2 separate regions of the Arabidopsis thaliana genome follow, and region 2 is linked to region 1. A link is a contact called in public ChIA-PET data. All regions are on one chromosome and are shown on one strand. Each heading gives the region's core, a stretch centred on a gene start, on an enhancer-like site or on the middle of the called end of the contact. The rest is flanking DNA. Distances are from core to core; before and after follow the strand shown.

The links. ChIA-PET counts read pairs in DNA pulled down with a chosen protein or histone mark.
Region 2: an H3K4me3 ChIA-PET map of shoot shows a contact between it and region 1, with 10 read pairs. The contact joins the promoter of HY5 here to the promoter of UAP56a in region 1. A contact is called at or near these places in 1 of 2 datasets of contacts at active chromatin or transcription factors (shoot) and 1 of 3 other capture datasets (shoot).

The regions. Positions count from the first base shown.
Region 1 is chr5:3,550,687-3,555,478 of TAIR10.1, forward strand. UAP56a (DEAD/DEAH box RNA helicase family protein) reads left to right here and starts at 2,410. Exons shown (of 12, transcript NM_121155.4): 1 at 2,410-2,511; 2 at 2,629-2,760; 3 at 2,993-3,093; 4 at 3,551-3,723; 5 at 3,823-4,054; 6 at 4,135-4,253. The coding sequence starts at 2,648. APT5 (adenine phosphoribosyltransferase 5) reads left to right here. Exons shown (of 6, transcript NM_121154.4): 1 at 1-178; 2 at 259-369; 3 at 598-690; 4 at 776-925; 5 at 1,017-1,075; 6 at 1,229-1,569. The coding sequence starts at 88. The coding sequence ends at 1,300.
Region 2 is chr5:3,592,924-3,598,312 of TAIR10.1, forward strand. It overlaps HY5 (Basic-leucine zipper (bZIP) transcription factor family protein), which reads right to left and starts at 2,150. Exons shown (of 4, transcript NM_121164.5): 1 at 1,781-2,150; 2 at 1,367-1,550; 3 at 1,100-1,256; 4 at 412-728. The coding sequence starts at 1,877. The coding sequence ends at 660. It overlaps OCP3 (overexpressor of cationic peroxidase 3), which reads right to left and starts at 4,314. Exons shown (of 4, transcript NM_121165.4): 1 at 3,914-4,314; 2 at 3,349-3,726; 3 at 2,854-3,171; 4 at 2,351-2,762. The coding sequence starts at 4,153. The coding sequence ends at 2,634. AT5G11250 (Disease resistance protein (TIR-NBS-LRR class)) reads right to left here and starts at 348. Exons shown (of 6, transcript NM_001343173.1): 1 at 200-348. It overlaps AT5G11280 (tail fiber), which reads left to right and starts at 4,293. Exons shown (of 3, transcript NM_121166.4): 1 at 4,293-4,498; 2 at 4,812-5,043; 3 at 5,128-5,389. The coding sequence starts at 4,398.

The sequences.
Region 1 (4,792 bases), core at 1,160-3,659:
GCGAGAGATTAATACACACAAGTGAAGACGCTCCTTAACTCTCTCAGAATTGAAACTTTAGTGAGAAAGAGAAGAGAGAGAGAAAAGATGTTTGCGGCGGAGAATGGTCTCAAAGGAGATCCAAGGCTTGAAGCTATATCAGCAGCCATTAGGGTTGTCCCTAATTTCCCTAAGAAAGGTCTTTAAAACTTCTTGTTCCTCTGTTTTTTCTGTTCTTTGTTCTGTTTTTGCAATTCTCTGAAGTTGTTTCTTGGACAGGGATTATGTTTCAGGACATAACTACGTTGTTACTGGATCACAAGGCGTTTAAACACACAATTGATATCTTCGTAGATCGTTACAAAGACATGCAAATCTCTGTCGTTGCTGGTAAGACTCCTCTGTTTTTTTTCCTTTGTTCTTCCTTATCCTCTCATTTCTTTACTACAGTGTTTCGTCATCAAGTTTGTTAAGTAACGCCAAAAACTATGTGTCTTTCTAAAATGGGTTTACATCATATAAGCAAACAAAAGACAATTAAAAAAAGGAGAAACAAGAATTGTCTTTTTCTTCATTAAGAAATTAATATGTTTGTTTACATCCAAATGTATTATATAGGAGTTGAAGCAAGAGGTTTCTTGTTTGGTCCTTCCATTGCATTAGCCATCGGCGCAAAGTTTATCCCTTTGCGTAAACCAGGAAAATTACCAGGTTTTTTTACTGCATTATCTGTTTTGGTTATTGTGATAGAGAAGCTCTTGAGATTCTGAAAAATTGGCGAAACTATAAAATATAGGGAAAGTGATATCGGAGTCTTATGAGCTCGAGTATGGGCATGACCGTTTAGAGATGCATGTTGGCGCTGTTGAGCCACGCGAACGCGTCATTATCATTGATGATCTTGTTGCTACTGGCGGCACTCTTTCTGCCGCAATGAGCCTATTGGGTTTCTTTCTTTCTTCTTGTTTTCTTTTTCAGTTTTTAAAGAGAATTTTTTGGTCTTGAATTGTAATGTGATACAGTTTGACGTTTTACAGAGAGCCAAGGAGCTGAAGTTGTTGAGTGTGCTTGTGTTATTGGCTTGCCTGAAGTCAAGGTGAGTCACATTTATCTTACTTGTCTAAGAAGTTATCTCTGGTTTTGTTCTTTTGAAATGATTTCTAAAATGTAGTGATAGAGTTAGTTTTTTTGTTATAATCTCAACTCAAATTTGCTCATTGAGTTTGTGAAAATTTTGAATTGTTTTTAGGGGCAACACAAGCTCAAAGGGAAGCCGCTTTATGTGTTGGTGGAGCCTAGTGGATTAGATGAGTTCTGTTAGGATACATACCGGTTACTTCCGGTTCAGTTTTCTTTCCCTGCAGAGTTCATGTTCTTTTTTTCAAAATTTCTAGGGTTCCAACTTCTTGTATTCGTTCTCGTTTATTGATCTCTGTAGATTTTGAATTTTGATGTGTACTTTCCACGGCAGTGGTTGGTAAAAAACCGAGATACTGAAAAGAGTCTTTACATTTCCCGGTTTGGTGGAATTTCTGATGGATCACTAACTCATGTTAATCAGTTTATAATAACTGTAATCATTAAAAGGGTAAAGATACGTTCGTAATTTATGCGGGAAATCTAAAAAGTACAACTAGTAGGTTTACTAAATTTAATGCTGATATTACTGAGCACTGATAAAGTTGGTTGTATTCTACGACAAAACTATTCATTACTGCAATATTGGTCCATATTTTTGCTTCAGCACTGCTGCAAGTTTTTCTTTGTTTCTCCCTAAACTTAACAACTTACTTCACTGATTTCAAATTATAAATTGAAAATCGTTAATAAAGTTTTCATGATACAAATTATTACATAAGCAAACTACTGTATGTGTTATTTATTGAAGACTATAAAACAATAAAAGTGAAAGTACACAATGGCTTTCCTTACAAAGCTTTATTTGCTAATAAACAGAAGAGTCTGATGGATAACTTGAGAACTCAGCAGAGCTGGTTAGATCGCGAAATCGGATTAGGGTTTCGAAATCTCTGAATTGCAAGAGTAAAAATATCTGAGCTTCGTCCAAACGATTCCAAAGAGAGTGAAAGATATGGTTGAACTCAGTCTAAATTGGGTTTTGTTTTAATTAATGGGCCTACAATTTTGTTGGGTCCTTGAAACAAAAACATTGTTATTAAGGGAAATGAAATATCTTAACTAAACCAATTTGTTATCTATTGTGCTCTACTGTTCTGTTCGTATTGACTCGAACCCACTAAACCAAGACGAGCCCTGACCGTCATTGTCTAAATTGACTCGAACCCACTAAAGAAAAAAAGAAAAAAAAACTTAGATAATAATTGGCGCAGAAGGGCCGATTAATAAAAACTTTAGGCCCATTAAAGTAAAGCTTATTGTCAACCCTATCCAGTCTCCTTGTATATATTTATTTACGACACCAACGCGGCGTTGGTGATTCATTCTCTTCAGTCAGAGATTTCGAAACCCTAGTCGATTTCGAGATCCAACCAACTCTGCTCCTTATCTCAGGTAAAATTCTCGCTCGAGAACTCAATTGCTTATCCAAAGTTCCAATGGAAGATGCTTTCCTACTGAATCTTAGGTTAATGTTTTGGATTTGGAATCTTACCCGAAATTTCTCTGCAGCTTGTTGAATTTGCGAAGTATGGGAGACGCTAGAGACAACGAAGCCTACGAGGAGGAGCTCTTGGACTATGAAGAAGAAGACGAGAAGGTCCCAGATTCTGGAAACAAAGTTAACGGTGAAGCCGTGAAAAAGTGAGTTTTATGATTTCCTCGATCTGTTTCATGAGATAGTGGATGTTTAAATTTAGGGTTTTCTTAGATTACTGCTTGATAACAACCGACTAAGTTCTTCAATTATCTATGTGTTTGGTTAGTTGCTTAACTTTATGACAATTGACTAAGTTCTTCAATGCTAAAATTCCTGGAACCTACCCAATATTAGACGGTCATGTGTTTATCATCTTGTATTTTCTCTTTGTGACAGAGGGTACGTGGGAATACACAGTTCTGGATTCAGAGACTTCCTTTTAAAACCGGAGCTTCTCAGAGCTATTGTTGACTCTGGATTTGAACATCCATCTGAAGGTTATTACAATGAAATACACCCTACCTTTGACTTTTCTGCCTTGCCTTTCACCATTCTATTACCGAATGATATTGTATAATTTACAGAAGTGACTTCTCCATAAGATGTTTTAGTTGTCCGGAAACTTTTAATTATATGTACTTCGTCTAGTTTTGAGAAGATATGTTGGTTAAAGATATTTTATACTTTATCTTGGTCCTTTGCTTATCATCTAACTAAATTAAAAAAAGTTTGTGTTGAGGTCAAATTCTTTTTTATTTCCTGTTATAATGGTTTTTGTTTTCTTTGTTTATTAACGTTTCACTGATTACTTTTTCCAGGTAATAAACGATATTTCAATCTATTGGTTTGGAGTGAGCTTAAACATGTGCTAAAGCCACCAATTTAAAAGATATGGAGGTTATCATCTACTTATAAAGGCTTTCTTCGGTACAATTTTCTTTGGTTCTCCACCAGTGCAACATGAATGTATCCCTCAAGCTATCTTGGGCATGGATGTCATCTGCCAAGCAAAGTCTGGTATGGGGAAGACTGCTGTGTTTGTCCTGTCTACTCTACAACAGATTGAACCATCTCCTGGCCAGGTTTCTGCACTTGTCTTGTGCCATACAAGAGAGCTAGCTTACCAGGTATGACCTTCTTGTTTCACTCAGGTTCTTGGCTTATAGTTTTGTTGTACGTCTTCTTCCTCTAATGCTTTTTGCCTTGATGCTGACAATTACTTGCAGATCTGCAATGAGTTTGTGCGATTCAGTACCTATCTGCCTGATACAAAGGTTTCGGTGTTCTATGGTGGAGTCAACATTAAAATTCACAAAGACTTGCTGAAGAATGAATGTCCTCACATTGTTGTTGGTACCCCTGGTCGGGTGCTTGCACTTGCCAGGGAGAAAGATCTCTCTTTGAAGAATGTGAGGCATTTTATTCTTGATGAATGTGATAAAATGCTCGAGTCACTTGGTATGCTGATTTCTGACATCATTATTACATCGATCCCTGAATAATTTTATGTTTTAACACTTTAACTTTTTTTTTACCAGACATGCGAAGGGATGTGCAGGAGATTTTCAAGATGACTCCTCATGACAAACAAGTAATGATGTTCTCAGCAACGCTCAGCAAAGAGATACGCCCAGTCTGCAAAAAATTTATGCAAGATGTAATGTTCCATGGCCAATTCTCTCTCCCTTTGCAAGTCTTCTAGTTTTCAACTATTTTTAGCCTTCTATGAGTGATCATAGCATTAGTTGAGCGTCTTCTGCGGTTCTGCCCTGGAAAAGCGGCAACTGATCTCTCAATGGGTCTCAATCCAATAATGGTTGGGTAGTTTGTAGGGAACGAGAACTGTGAGTGTGAGACTCTGTAGCTTTGGTATGGTTTCTATGGGTGATTATAGCATTATTTGGGCATCTTCTGCGGTTCTGCCCTGGAAAAGCTGCAACTGATCTCTCGATGGGTCTCAATCCACTAATGCTTTGGGTAGTTTGTAGGGATCGAGAACTGTGAGTGTGAGCCTCTGTAGCATTGGTATGAATGAGTGACCATTGCACAACAGGATCTTCTTTCGTCATTACCTTTTATTCAGTTTCAATTTCTTTGCAATTCTAGCAGTGCTGGGTGGGTTTTGGGTGGGGTACTGTGTTGTCCCAAGGTTTCATTGTGATTGTATGGGCCTTAATGTTCCGAGCAATATCGCTG
Region 2 (5,389 bases), core at 900-3,399, 42 kb after region 1:
CGAAAAATCTAAAATAGAAAACAAAGAATCAGAAAGCATACAACAGGTAAAGAAATGTACGATTTTGTCCATGAAATTCGGTTGTGGCAACCCGATTCTAAGAAGGGAGCAGCAAGTTCAAGGTAGCAGTGACAGAAAACAATGTCTGGATTCCATGGATTTTAGAAAAAGGAAAGCAAAAGTGTAAGAAAACACTTACATGATTGCTCATCTCTCGAGCTTGACAAGCTTTGGCTGTAAAAGATCGACCCTACCCTCTTTGTCCGATTTCCGCATAATATGATCAACGGCATCTTCGTTTACAAATCCATGGCGACTTGTCTGTAAGAAATCGGGAGGGATAGGGGCAAAAAGGAAAAAAAAAAGAGTAAAGATTCCACTATCCCAGAATTTGTTTGGGACTTTGAACTGCGGGAATCGAAAACGCAACCTTTCTACTACAGTGTCACAATGTCATATCATAGAACAAAAATTAGCTTATTTTTGTTATAAAACAACATTATGTTTCAATTAAGAGAAATCTAAGACTACAATAAGAGAACTTGGTCTACAATTGCAATATTAGCTCTCACATCCCATATAATTTTAACATGATAATTATTGATACAATTCTCTGTAAATTTTATCCACAAAAATATAACACAAGAAGAAGAAGGAGATCAAAGGCTTGCATCAGCATTAGAACCACCACCACCTCCTCTCTTGTTTCCTGTTGTGTTCTTCAGAATCTACACCACATAAAAAACATAACAACTCAAAAGACTTTATTACCACACACACACATAGAGATCCAACTTTGCAATCTCATCTTCTCCATTCATATAGAACAAAATGAGTGAGCATTTCAAGAACCATTGAAGAATTTACATGCCTTTTGAGAGAATATGCGAGTGAATGACCATTTCAAGAACCTACATGCCTTCTGAGAATTAATCTAAAGCTTAAGTTAGCTTCTTAGATCCTTTTAACTAACTAAACTAATTATTGGTCAATCCTAGACTCGTAAATGTGATAAACCAGTACTGTGATATATCAAAAAACAAATGGCAAAAGCATTGACGTTGCAGGTTAAGTCAACAGTAAGATCGACAAAACGTACATGTCTAAGCATCTGGTTCTCGTTCTGAAGAGTAGAGAGTCGCTCTTCAAGTTCAGAGTTTTTGTTCTCCAAGTCTTTCACTCTGTTTTCCAACTCGCTCAAGTAAGCCTTTTTCCTCTCTCTTGCTTGCTGAGCTGAAACTCTGTTCCTCAACAACCTTTTCACCACAAAATTACCAAACAACCCCATCACGCAACCGTTATTTAACATAATCACCTTCCATATAAAGGGTAAAAATGTAAATTCAATGAATAGAGAAAAAGACACCTCTTCAGCCGCTTGTTCTCTTTCTCCGCCGGTGTCCTCCCTCGCTTCCTTTGACTTTCTCCGACAGTCGCCTGTGTCCGCTCCTGACCGGTCGCCGATCCAGATTCTCTACCGGAAGTTTCTTTTCCGACAGCTTCTCCTCCAAACTCCGGCACTCGCCGTATCTCCTCATCGCTTTCAATTCCTTTAAAACATAAAAGAGACTTTAGACGAAAAGTTTCAAACTTTTTAAATACAATAAAAAATTGCAGATCTTCTGGGGGAGACTAAAAGTTGTGAATCTAGATGTGAATCAATGGTGATACAAAATCTAGATGTGAATTTACTAGATATCCAATGCATGAGAATGAAAATCAATGAGATCACTCGTTGGGAGAAGATATGAAAATAAAACAATCGACAATTTTTGTTTACCTTCTTTGATCTCCAAATGTGGAGCAGAGCTTGATGACCTCTCGCTGCTTGATGGTAAAGAGCTTGCAGCTAAAGAGCTAGTCGCTTGTTCCTGCATTTTTCTTACTCTTTGAAGATCGATCAGGCGAGAGAGAGAGGGAAAGATTTGTTGTCTTAGTAGCGAAGCTGGTGAAAAGGATAAAGAGGAAAAGAGCGGGACTTGGGATTTACAGAAGAACTTGGAAAGAATCTAATTGCGAGACATTTTGGGAAGGAATAGATTACTCTGGCTACCGCCGTCAGATCTCTGAAGAATCGAACGGATATCGAGAGTGAATCGTGGAGAAAGGTGAGCCTTGAGGAAATACAAGGATCCAAAGGCAATTGAGATTGGAACGTGGGTGGATTTTAGCCGTTAGATCTGGTTAGCATCTTACGGTGAATAATGGATAGGGGAGCTAATTGGGTGGGCCCCATTCCTGTCCTTGGACAGAAAAGTTTGGTCTGAGTTCTTTCATTCTGTCACATGGCCCACGCCTAGGGCAGTGCTTTCAAAAGTGTCGTGAAAGTAATTTATTTTATTTTTGGTGATTTGTTTTTGTCATGCATTAAAATTAAACTTTATAGCCGCCATAAACCAAACAAAGTTGAAACGGTTTTCTACAAGACACAATCTCAGCAAGGAAATAACTAAAAACTGAATACAAGATATCCTAAAATTTCATAGTCCAACATATCCAGCCACACCATTGGACAGAATCTACTACTATAAACACTCCTCGTATCACCAAAAAAACTTGTCCTTGACGACAATGTTGATGAGTTTCTGAGAATCAAGTATACAAATCATTGCCATCTCAACGTTAACATTAGATCAAACCGGAGCTTGATATGGAGCTCGCTTATCTGGAACTCCGTCTTCTGCTCTTTTATCTTCGAACCACTTCAAAACTCGCTTCCTTGGAAGATTGGTCACTTGAACAATGCTGCTAACCACAGCATTCTATTCACAGCATCATCAAACATGATCATATGTGAGATAGAGCATTCAAGTAACATAGAAATTGATTCAAATGTAAAAGGAGAATCCTTACAGTGGGTCGTTTTGATCTTCTGTAAACTTTCTCTAGCGTTTCAATGTGAGCTTTCTTCACTCTTTTCTGAGCAGACCATCTCTGTTGCATCACATGAACTGCTTCATCTTTTACTTTTTCCTTAGGTTCGACCACAACATCTTCAGCTGATAATGATTCCACAGGACTTGGATCAGGTGAGGAGTTCTCAGGTGCTGCTACTGGCGGTTTTTCATCTGGTAGTGTAGCACTTAGCATTAGCAGCTTTGGAGGCGGGTCACGAAGCAATTCAAGAACATAAGCCCTGTCAAGACAAACCTCAGCTGCCAGATTTTTAATCTACAGATCACAACAAAACCATCCGTTATCAATTATGCATTTGAAAACCAGAGAACTACTTGTTCTTTGTCAACTCTTAAACAATTCGTAAGCAAAATCTCCAAAGCAGACACTAACTCAAGCACTATGCTTTACACAATGTATTCAACATCACTTCAACACTGAACTAAAACTTACACTAGTTTTACGACGCCCAGCTTTCAATGCATAAGCCAGTCTTTTAAGCTGCCAATTCTTCAGCTTAGTCGGTCTTTCATCTTCTTCGCTGTCATCATCATCATCATCATTATCATCATCATCATTATCATCATCATCATTATCAACATCAACATCAACATCACCAGTGACTGAACCAAACAAGTCGATGTCATCAACATCGTCACCAACACCCAATGCTCGAGCTAACTCATCGGCTAATGCCTCTAACTCTTCCTCACTTATCTCCTCATCATCCGAGTTATCATTCTTCAAATCTTCTTCTAAAAGATTAAACAATGCCTCAAATGGATCCTCCTCCTCCTCACCTCCTCCATTATCAGCTCCATCCAAACTTTTCTGCCACAAACCATGAAATCAAAGGCTGATACAAAATCAAAAAGAGCCAAAGTCTAATTCGAGGATTCACCAATTCTAACCGATAATAGCTCACTTAGTTAGTGTATCCAAATTCTAGTCAAATTCGGCGAAAGCAGCAGGTAAGAGCAATTGCGAACATAAATCATTCTCATTCTGATTTTCTTACCTTTTTGTTTTTCTTCGGAGACGAAGAAGACGAAGACACGAATCCTTTTCGATTCTTGCCACGAGCAAAAACAAGTACAGACCGAGACGGATTGAGAATTGGAAGAGATAGACCACAAGGACTAGCGTTCCGATTCCGAAACAGAACTCTGTTGACGGATAATCCTGACGACGAAGAAAACGACGGAGGATGAAGATGAGAGACGACGCCGGCAGAAGATAGAGCCATGGCTTTTATCATCAAAACTGTTTGCTGTTTTCAGCAGCAGTGAGAAAAATAATCGGATTTTTATATGAATCTTTGTAAACGACGTCGTTTATCCCTTAAAGATCTAAACACTGACTCCGTTTTGTGTTTACAGTGTAGCAAAGCGTGTCGTTTATAAAGTATTTATTTTGTTCTTCGTCGTTATCGTCTGGTAACAACGGGTCCACTCTGCATCTCTCTCTCTCTCTCTAGATTTGATTTCTTTGCGGGCTTGTTAATGGCGAACCCAGGGCAATCAAAGGGATGGATAAAGAAATGGACGTCTATGGCTTCATCGGTTTACTTCGTCTTGATCTTATTCCAGATCCCTCTCTTCAGGTAAATTCATACTAAAACAAACTCTCAGCTGCGTAATTCGAACCCTATATTTCGTTATCTAGTGATGCGTCTATGAATCCGATATGTGGACGACGCTTAGTCTTTCTCTTGCGTAAGGTTGATTAATGAAAAACTTGATTTCTGATTCATTTTCAAGTTTCCGCATTTTTGTGTAGCTGGTTTTAGTATGAAACTCTAAGCTGATTCAAAATTTTATCAGTTGATTAGAATCTTAATAATATGGATCATTAGTCATTACTTGGTTTGTTTGTCTCTCTGGTTGATCTGACTTGAATCGTAATCTTAAAAACAGAGTTCCATGTAGATCTGGTATGTGTTCATCGCCAATCCATGTGACATCGTCTCAGTTGATTTCTAGTGAGATCTTTCCTGTTCCGATGATTAAGGCTCTCTTATACCCTGGTGCTGTAGTCAATGGCCTTGCCATCAACATGACATTTCCAAAGTGGGAAAATGTGTTAGATATCTACAATCTCACCAATGTGAAAGAAGCTTCTGCAGTGACCGATCTTCAACGCCTAGAGGTTCGCTTATTCTATCTCAAGAGCTCCTAACACAGTTCACTTAAGATTCTACTAATAGTCTCACAAGTGATACATTTTGTACAGGTTCTTGCAGGGAGCTACTTTTCTGTAGCTGGGGCGTTTGTGGGTTTGCTAAAGCCTGGAAGGATGAGCATGTTTGGGTCATTGCTACTAGTATGGGGTCTTGTTAAAGAAGGGATCTTAGGGAAGCCAGTAAATACTGACCCAGCCAAAACTGTTTATGTGTACCCAACTATGGTGCTTGCGATGATCTGCGCTTTCTCTATGATAAAGTATGACTTGAGGAAAGCCACGAGGGCAGCTCCAGCTCGTCCCATTGCTAAAC